Linked DNA regions of Gossypium hirsutum: region 1 is linked to region 2. The links are chromatin contacts, called in public Hi-C maps. All regions are on one chromosome and are shown on one strand. Each heading gives the region's core, a stretch centred on a gene start, on an enhancer-like site or on the middle of the called end of the contact. The rest is flanking DNA. Distances are from core to core; before and after follow the strand shown. Region 1 has its middle 6.4 kb from the start of LOC121204933. Region 2 holds the start of LOC107950009 (eukaryotic translation initiation factor 1A).

The links. A called contact is a pair of places that touch in the nucleus more often than the background predicts.
Region 1: a contact with region 2 is called in a Hi-C map of leaf, with 3 times the contacts expected there. The contact joins the enhancer-like site here to the promoter of LOC107950009 in region 2. A contact is called at or near these places in 11 of 34 Hi-C or Micro-C datasets (anther, callus, fibers and 4 more).

The regions. Positions count from the first base shown.
Region 1 is chrA08:7,236,390-7,241,624 of Gossypium_hirsutum_v2.1, forward strand. No RefSeq gene overlaps it. Among protein-coding and RNA genes, the nearest start is that of LOC121204933, 6.4 kb to the right of the region's middle. Within about 2 kb of position 3,937, at least 3 of the 9 cell types and tissues checked have an H3K27ac peak or open chromatin away from gene starts, as enhancers often do. A contact at or near this core is called in hypocotyl and leaf, where this site is marked.
Region 2 is chrA08:7,159,400-7,164,967 of Gossypium_hirsutum_v2.1, forward strand. LOC107950009 (eukaryotic translation initiation factor 1A) reads right to left here and starts at 3,760. Exons shown (of 3, transcript XM_041075771.1): 1 at 3,526-3,760; 2 at 2,579-3,017; 3 at 1,780-2,285. The coding sequence starts at 3,008. The coding sequence ends at 2,580.

The DNA.
Region 1 (5,235 bases), core at 2,687-5,186, 77 kb after region 2:
TATATTTTTTCCTCATTTTGTCAAACTGAATTGGTTCAAACTCATATAAATGCATAAATATTTTTTTCAAACAATTTTTTAAATATTAAATTTGATATCCTAGTTTGAATTCATATAAATGTAATTTTTTTATTTCATTTCTCAAGTTTTTATTATAGAAAATAAGTACCAAATATGTTTTCATATTCTCATTATTGAAATGAAACGTGTTTTTTCAATTTTTAAAAAATAAAAATGAAAATTATTTTCTTAAAATGAAAATAGAAAATATTTTCAAAAATCAAACCTACCTAAATTTTTATTATTTTATAATGATTTACATTATAAACTTAGATACGTATCTTAAGGTTATTAAAATAAAAATCTAATTTGATTTTCTTGGCAGTGATAGTAATGCTACAAGATGGGATAAACAATCAATTACCCTGAGCCTCCACGTGGTTTTCATATAATCTTAGCAAAGACATCCCTTTTCAAGGTTCGCCAAGTTGAGGTTTGCAATCTAACCCCCAACCCGCAATGGCATTGTTTCCATTGAGAGACATTTGTCTAATTAGATTCGCAAAGTATATATACATTATGAGGTTTGATACGTGGGATTTTAATCTTAAATATGTGTGTATATTATAATTGTTCAAACTTATTTTTATAATTGTATTGTATTTATGTTTATAAGTATTTGTAATAATCTTTAAAAATTACTTTTTCATTGATGAATCCGTTTTAACTCGATTCAAAATTTCAAAGGGTTTATAGAAACTTAAGTAAGATCATAAAATTTTAAGATAAAATTCAAATTATGTAGAATGTAATATATAAAATTTGATTTGATACAATTATACACATTTTAAAAAGTAAATACATTAATTATTTATGTTAATAAATATAATTATTTGAATATATAATATATAAATGAAAAATACTACTATACAAATAATTATATAACTTTAATTTTTATATTAAAATAATATAACAATTCATGTCCTTCCTTTTTTATTAGGGCTAAGTAAAGAAATCGAGAAAATCAAAAAATCGATTCGAGCCAATGTATACAGTTTTGTTCAATTCAGATTTTGTATTGTTTGGTTTGGTTTCAGGTTGGTGTTATCATCCAAATAACACAATTTGGTACAGGTTCAGGTTTTTCAATGGAACTCGTTTTTATCCAAATAAAACTGGATGAAAAAAAATATATGTTTAAAGGAATAGTCTCAATAAAATAATAATTTATTAAACATTATAATATTTTATATATAAAAAATAACTTTTCACCTTCTAAATATATAAATGAATCCATAGTATTATGATTGTTGTGAAAAAAAATCAAGAACTACAATATGTGAATTTTTTTTTACAAAAACCAAATTAAGTGAAAACCGTCGAACAACTATCGTTTTCAGATATTTCAATATTTACTTTATATAATTTTAATTTCAATTTTTAAAAAATAAAAATAAAAAACCGAATTAAACAATTCAATTCAATTTTTGTCCAACATCTAAATTCAATACACTCGTACCTTTATTTCTATGTTTGATAGGGGTTTGGTTTATATATTAAAGATTTCAAAGCTGTCACACTCAAATTCGGTGCATAAATGTTAATGCAATATATTAACTTTTTTATAATAATAAATATGTTAAATAGAAGAGGATTTTCGAATTATAATAAATTAAATTTTATATAAAGAAATAATATTTTGAATATAAATCTAAAAGCAAGAATACATTTACAAATAATTTTGTTAATTCTCAACATAAATTTACAAATAGTAAAATATAAATATGTGATCGGTTGAATCTTAGTTCGAGTGCGCTGAAATACATTATCCTTCTGTGTATGAGTTAATGAGAGATCATAGATAATTTTAGACGTTATATAAAAAAAGAACAGAACCTATAATGAAACTGTTAAAATTATTATTTTACTCTTATAAAATATCCTATATTCATTTATATATTTTAATAAAATAAGGGGTTGATTTTGATGGTATAAAGTTTTGGAGACAAATTAAGGATCAAAGTAGGGGACCGGAACTTACTTTGAAAAATAAATAATACAATGGTATTAATTGTTTGGTGGAAGCTATGCTGCCACTTGTTTCCCTAATATCTTATTTCATTTATTTCTTTTTTACTCTTTTCGTCCTCCAATTTATCACATCTTTAATTATCTACTTTTATTAAAAATAGATAAACCTAACTTAATTAGTTCATATTTGTTCGTGGATCAACTGGTTCAACCTCTTTCTTCAGATTAGTGTATCAATTAATCAACCCTCTTCACTTTTAATAACCTTAGAGCACATATCATATATTCATCCTAAAAAACTATCCGAACAAAAAAAAAATTAAGAGTAAAACAGTGACATAAGCTCTAATTTTGTTTTTCAAATCGATATTTTATTTGAATTCGGAGTTCCGCAAAATTAAGTATTTTATTTTAATGAGATTGAATAAATGATAAATTTATAGTTTAAAAACATTCATTCTGATCCCATAGTCATTAATTTGAAGTAAAAATATATTAAAAATGTATAAATAATAAAGGGTGCAGCCAAAAATTTTATATTAGAAAGTCAAGAAGTGACTTGTAAATTTTTGGGGGCCAAACAAATTCTATCAATTTATTAGTTATAATTTTAAAATATTTAATGGCCTAAAACTTAATTTTACCAAATCAAACCCTCGGTGTCCCCAATGTAGTTTTAATGTCATTTATTTGAATAATGGTACAAAAGTAATGAATAATACAGTTGAAAAGTGAAGGAGCGTATTCAGGGGGCTCGCAGTGTCATCGTACTTAAAATAGAAAAACTTTTATTTATATCTTTTAAAATTTTAAATTAATAAAAATAAATTATATTTTGACCTTACTTAAAAAAATTTTGGCTTTGCCCCTAACATTTACTTTGAGATAAAATCATCTTCTTTTTTTTCATTAGTTATTATTTATTTATTATTTTTATGCATTATTTTTATTTACAAAATCATATATTAATCATATATTATTTTAAATTTAATCATATATTAATTTAGAAATAAATTAATATTATTTAAAAATAAATAGACTGAATTATATGTTTATTAATACTACTTTGCTAATAATAAATATATTTTGAAAATGTTAATATTAATAAAACTTATATTTTATTTGATCGGGTTAATTTCAAAAATTATCGTTACATTTTTAATATAGCGTTCAATGAAACAAACATATTAATATATTTTTTTCATATGTTTCAAACTTTTAATATTACATTCTTAACAATTATACCCCTAAAATCACGTTGTATTACCGAGGCCACCTATATTTCTTAAAATGAACATTTTTTTATTATTAAAATGTTTAATTAATCTCTAAAGTGGAAGACAAGATAAATTTGAGTAAATTCAAACTCACGTCTTTTGAGTTATTACAATATCAATCAAATTCAATCCATTAAAATTAATTAATAATTTATTTATAATAAGTTAATAACACATTTATATTAAATTAATAGCTTATTGCTTTGGAGTAAAAAATATTAATTTGTACCTAAAAACCTCCTCCTTTTTTGCACTCGTTAATAAGATTTATAAAATAAAATTTCTTCATCAAATTTAGCCAAATATAATACTTTTTTTTTAATAATCTCATTATAGGTTCTGATAATATCTGTTTTTTTTATACAATGTTTAAAACTACCCATAACTCCTCCCCAACCCCAACTTAAAAATAGGAGGATAATGCGCTTCAGCGCACTCGAACCCCAATCGAGCTATAATAGAGTGAATGTGATGAACTATTTGATTGATATAAGTCTAAATATATTATAGATATCATGTGAAACAACATTATTTTTTGGGGTAACATGTGAAAAGACATTAGGGCGTAAAGGATGGACCATTTTCGTTTGTTCATATATAGTTGTCCTAATTTTTTTTCTCCCCAACAAAATATGTGTGTATATAGTTAGGAAGAAGAAATTAAGTTTTAGAGTATAGACTTTTTGACAATAGAACATGCTCCCTCGTGCGCTTTAAAAGCTAAACCCACTACTTGTTTTCCCCTCATTTGATCACCATTTTTTAGGACCATTTTATAAACTACTTATCATTTTACTTTATTTGGATTTACATGGGGGTGTTGTGAATATATATTTTTTACAAATATTTTAAAAAAATTATTTAAATAACATAGTTATTTCAATTATTTTTGGGGATGATCAAGTTTGGAGATAGATTCAAATATTTTTTGAGTTCCTACGAGATAAAAGTAAGTTAAGGGGTGTTCGAGTTTGTGCTTAGGAATGCTTTTTTGATACTTAAAGTAGTTTAATGTCTTAGTAATGGAGAAAGTGACAAATATGAGATTGAAAATAACGAAGATGCGAGGATAGATACGAGAGACCCCATATGGAAAGATAATGCTTGGTCACCAAGGCTACTCCATTATTAAGTATATTTGTCAGTGGTTTGACAATTGTAGTATATTGATCGGTGCAATTAATGTTTTTTAAAAGCTTATTTAACGGTTTAGTTTCTAAAATATACATGTTTTGTCACTTTGATACTTAATATTTTCTTTTATCTATTTTGATGCCCAAAGTATCTTTTTGTTATGATTTTCAGTAAAAAAAAATTAACTAAGATTAAAAAAAATCACCTAATTGAAGAATGCAAAATAGTGGCTTTTATATTTTCATAAAATTTATTTCTTAAATCCCTTTTTACTTAAAAACATATATTTATTAAAATTTAATTTAATTAATAAAAATATATTTTTTAATCCATTAGTTCCTCATGGTCTCTCTTCCTCTCTATCCTCTTTCATCTTCTTATATGCTCCATCTTTCTTCCCAATACAAATAATCATGGCTAAAGTCTTCCTCTTCATTACCACATATATATATATATATATATTCATATCATAATTATCATTTGTTTGATCTAAACGGCCAAATCAAGTGGTTTTGAGAACTTTGGCGTTTGAAGTTTGAATTTTATCATGCTTAAATATTATGTGCGTGTTATATTTCATATTTATTTTAAATTTAAATCTCATCATGTGTAGACTCTATCTATATTTATTTTGATCTAGATCTAGACATATTTCAATTTTTAGCTTGATTATGCTTTGTACCGACTTGATTTTGATTATAGTTATATTATTTGGAATATTATTTGTTAACCCCTTAAAAAGATAGGTTTCATGAGTATGAAAAATTATTAACAAACACAATTAAGCAACAGC
Region 2 (5,568 bases), core at 2,510-5,009:
GAAATGCATTATCATCTTATTTAAGGGTTGATGAGAGTTTAGGCATTGTATCAAAAAAGAAACCTCCAATTTTACTATTTTCTATATAATTAGATTTTCAAGATTTTTAATTTATTTGGTATTTAATCTTTAAATCGATAATTTTTTTATGGGAGAATCTCTATATCTATATATAAAAGGAAGATACATGACACCTGTGGCACACGCATCATGCTCTTTTTCTTTTCCATTTGTTTATTTTATAAAAATGGTTAAATTTTCGTCTGGTCTTTTTATTATCTTTAAATTTAAGATTTAATCTTTATATTTAAATTTATAATATAATTAGATTTTTATATTTTTATATTATTATAAATTATTTCAAATAGTTAATATCATTAACTTTTCAATTAAAATGTTATGTTGTTATATCTAATTTGAAAACGTATTTTTAAATCTAAAAAATACAAGGATTAAATTATTGAAAATAAAAGTAGGACTAAATTCCAAGTTTATAATGTGTAGAGAATTAGAGTAATGATTGTTTGAACAGGTCCGGATTAGCCGGTCGACCCGAGTACTAGTTCAGAAAGAGGCATCAAACCGATTGACTTTCAAACTGATACAAACTAGTTGAACTAGGCTAAAAGATCGATTAAACAGATTTTTTTTATTTCTATGGTTTTTAATGATTTATTTAGTTCAACCTTACGAACAATTATCTTGACTTGTTTAACCATCGATTTGGTTCTAAAAAACTTGCTTAAAATATATTTTAACTTTTAATTTTTTTACTCTATAATTTAATACAAACAAATAATTAACCCAATACAAAATGTAAATAGACCAGACTAGTAACTCCATATAAAAGGAAGGTCCAAACACTGACACATGGGTTTACTATTTTTTTTTCATTATAAATAAATGATTAAATTTCAATTTGACTCATTTATTATGTTTAAATTTTAAATTTAATCATTATACTTTAATTTTTAACATAATTTGGTCTCTAAATTTTTATAATGTTATTAATTAATTTAAATAACTAATATCGTTAACTTTCGGTTAAAATGTTACTAGGTTATATTTAATATGAAAGCAGGATTTAAATTAGAGGTATTAAATTCTTAAAAATAAAAGTAGAGAGACTAAATTTCAAATATACGAAGTGTATAGAAACTCAGAGCTATAGTTGTTTAAACTAGACCAGAAATTGACAATGGTACGGTCCAGAGAGAGGCATCGAAGTGTTTTGCTCGCTAACTGGTACAAGCTAAAAAACTAATTTAATCTTTTTTAATGATTTATTTAATCGAACAATAAGATTCAATGGCCTGTCCAGTTCGACCACTGATTTAGTCTTGAAAATCTTATTCAGAGTATATTTTAATCTTTAAATTTTTACCCTATAATTTGACACAAATAAATAATCAATCCTACACGAAGTTTGATTCAACATACTAGTTATCTTTTAATGGTATGGTTTATTTTAAAAAGAAATAAATATTCTTATATCGAATATATTCTGTACTTGCTCAATCAAATATTAATATATTAACGCTATTTTTTTATAGCATATTTATTGAGTGAGTTTTTTTATTCTAAATATCACATCAATAAATATAATAAAATAATTTTAACAATTTTTGAAAATAAAATTAAATGAACTAAAAATTAAAAATACTTAAAAGAAATTTTAATCTGTTAAAAAATAGTAAGTATATATTAAACTAATCTAGAAGTTTTTTATTTTGGGTACATTTGCAAAAACACAAATTTATAGCAGGTGAAGCTAATAAAGACTTTGGAAGCAGAAGCTGTACATTGTTTTAGGGCAGTTTAACATTGTTTCTTAAAAACATTTTTGAAACAAAAAAATAATCTTGCTTACTTCTAAGAAATAATGCTAAACAGACCTTAATCTCTTTCTTGAGTTTCCAATTGTCTATGTTGTGTTGTTGAATGGAGATCGATTGAAGGAGGTGCTGGATATCTCAATTGGATGGAATTTCCATCCTGCAATGGTTTGACCAATGTTGAGAATTCTTGGAATTCGAGGTTAGGGTGCTGGTGGAGGATCAAGGTCGAAAGAGTGAAGAATAGACTGATAGAAGTCATTGATTCTTATGAGAGCACCCATCAGCCTGGCATTGAAGGAAAAGGTGCTCAGCTGTTTCACTGTGATAGACACAAAACGGGCAAGAGTTATCATTCAAAGACAGTCGTAGATGCCAGAGATTCTTCCAGGCATTTTGCAGATTAACCGTTGTACTTGTCTGACAGGGATGGTGATAGACATTTTTAACCTAGAAAATACCCTTATGTTTACATCTAACAAAAACACGACAAAATGCTGACAATAAGCTTACACTATCGCCATGAAAATTAAATTTGAGAATTCAAACACACTTTCAGTTTCAATGAAATTAACAACATACACATCTAACAATGTCACCTTCACCATTTATAGAATGTCTAACTTATGACTTATGGCAGGTATCTCACTTACTGTAGTCATATATCTCCACAGCATCCAGTATATCTCTCTGTTTCTAACAGTTTAAACACAAGGCTTCAAGCATGACCCCATTATAGTTACCTTAGATTTTATCTATATCTTCATCTTCGAACTCGACATAATCATCTACACCGCCTTCGTCTTCCTCATCAACAATGCCTTCATTGAGACGGGTGTTCTCCGGAAGCTCACCATAGGCCTTCAATAGCCTTGCTTCGTCAGGCATGTACTTAAGGATCACATCGGCCTTGTCATCTTGATAGTCGCGAAGGCCGACAAGAATTATATCACCAGCAGCAATCCATACCTTCTTATGCATCTTCCCGCGGATGTGGCAAAGGCGTTTAGTACCATCGATGCACATTGCTTCACACCTGCCGTTGCCGAGCATACGAAGCACTTGGGCATACTCTTGCCCGTCTTCCTTGAAGACAAGCTCACGCTTCTCATCGTCTGCTTCGTTCTTTCCTCTCTTTCTGTTCTTTCCTCCTTTTCCCTTGTTCTTCGGCATGGTTTCTCACTGTTTTTTTTTTTGAATAAGAAACAAACAACACAATTCAGCAATCACCAAAGAAGCTAAAGTTTGACATGTATTTTAACACAACATAGACAAATGTATAGATAAAACAGACATAAAACCCTAAACAAACTGGAAATTCCAAAATTCCCATTTCATAATAAAAATTTCTAGTGCTGTTGATAATAAAATTTGTGTAAAAGTTACTTCTTTTATTTAATAGGCAAAAGAACAGTTCAAATTTAAATCAAATATAATTAAAAGAAAAAAAAAAGAAAAAAGAAATTAGGAAAATAATTCAAGTATATATGAACTTAAACAAAAAAGAAAAAAGAAAAACAGAAACGGGGTAGGAATCATGCTTGAATTAAGTATTATATGATGAATAAAACAGAAGCTCAATCAATCATCAGAACATAACGCTAAAAAAGTTAAAATTTAGGGGAAGGGAAATAAAATGGAGAATTTCATCAAGATCAATTTAGGGTATTAGTTAGAAGCAACTAATTACCAGAAAATTGAAGCCAAAGATAAGCGAGAAACGAATCAAAGATGGTGAAAAGAAAATTCAAAAAGAACTTTCGCGCTGGTGGTGCTGAGTAAAGAGGTGAAGACAAGAGGCAAAGAAGAAGAAGAAGAAGAAGCGAATTCGAAACCGGACTCTCCGCTCACTCCCCCAACCCTAAGCTTAGCTGAGGACAGTCTCACGACGAACCAACGTTTGGGTTTTAATTTTGATTTGGGCTGATCCGAGTTTATCAAACCCTGTCTAATCTAATAATAAACCCAAACGGTTGGCAATAAATTGTGGGCTCAAGAATCGGTCTTCCATATTAAATGGCTACTGAATTTAAAGGCTCAACAATGGAGTGCACCAAGGGAGAGTGAAGCAGTAATTTGAGCGTGAAGTGGAATATTAGCTTTCGAGTATTTTATTCATTCTTGAAAATTTAATTTATAATTGTTGATGCTGTGATCAAATAAAGTGAAATTTAGGTCCCGTTTATTTGTCACTAAAATATTTTTTGAAAAATAATTTCTGGAAAATGATTTTATTTTTTTGGAAATGATTTACTTTTCTGATGTTTGGATGAATCTGTGTAAAATATTTTCTGTTATTTGGTAGATTTCTTAAAAATATTTTTCGGAAAAGCTATTTTTACATATATTAATAAATTTATATATATTAATATATTTATATTTTAAATTATTTTTACATATATTGTAATGATTTATGTCGAAACCCTTTTTATTTTGAAAATAATGGGGATCGACTTTTTTAAAACAGAAATGTAGAGTCTCCACCAATCTATTGGTTTAGGTGTGATTGGGCTACCTACTAAAATGTTTTGTTCCATTGAAAATAATTTTGGTTTATAAAATCAAAAATCAAATGGGTTCGGGAGTCGGTTACGCATTAAGAATGGTGAGCACCCTCATTACGCCCAAAAAATTGGTACCATATTGACTCGATGCTATCCTTATATCAAAATTTTTCAAGGGAAAAAAAAACTTTCAGAGCATGGTTCTTCAAAATGTGTAAATAATTTAAGTTAACTGTCAAAAGTCTCTCGTCTCAAATATATGCAGTATCATACTCAACACGATTGGATACGATCTTTTATACCTTTAAAAATACGATTGATTTTTGACTTTTGAAAACTTGTACACTAAAATTATAAAAGGTTATCCAAATATTTAACTCACCGAAAAAAATCATACCCAGCACGATTGAGCACGATTTTTCGAATTCCCAAATATTGGATATTGCCTTATTTCAAAATTTTTGAATAATAAGGAAAATTGAAAATTCGCTCAAACACGTTTATTTGTTTTAAAAAAGGTAGAACACTTAATGTATTGTATCGAAACATTTACATAGAAAAGGATCAATGAACAGGAAATAATATGATACAATAAGCCACAATTTAATAAATCCAACAATTATGTACAACGATTCTAAGTAAAATATAACCAAATTCTTAATCATGAACGGAGAACAATTGATAAAACAGTGACTAAATAATATACCACAACAATAAATGTAAAACGACCCACAAAACATGTACAAAATAAAGCGGAAATTAGCAAAGGATGTAGTATAAGACAATTTTATAATAATTACGAATTAATGAACATATAATATACATACTATATGAGTAGATTAATTTACATAAAAACTAGGAATATATAATTATTGAAATAAAACATTTGAATCAAATAATATGCAAAATATTAAACACAAATTCATTTAAAAAATGACAATATGCATGATAACTTAAATAATATATAAAACATAAAAGAATAACAAAATACATAATAAGATATAATGTATATATAAATAAATTTGGGAATAATTATTTGAAAAAATAGCATGATAATAATGTATGAAAAATTAAGTACATATATAAATTATACATGTGACAAATTTTAAAAATATAATCATATACACAAAAGGTAAAAAAACTACATTTATAAAATACATAAATTTAGTGATGTATATTTATAAAACTATATCTATGAAGGGAATTTTGAAACAAACGATATATAACAT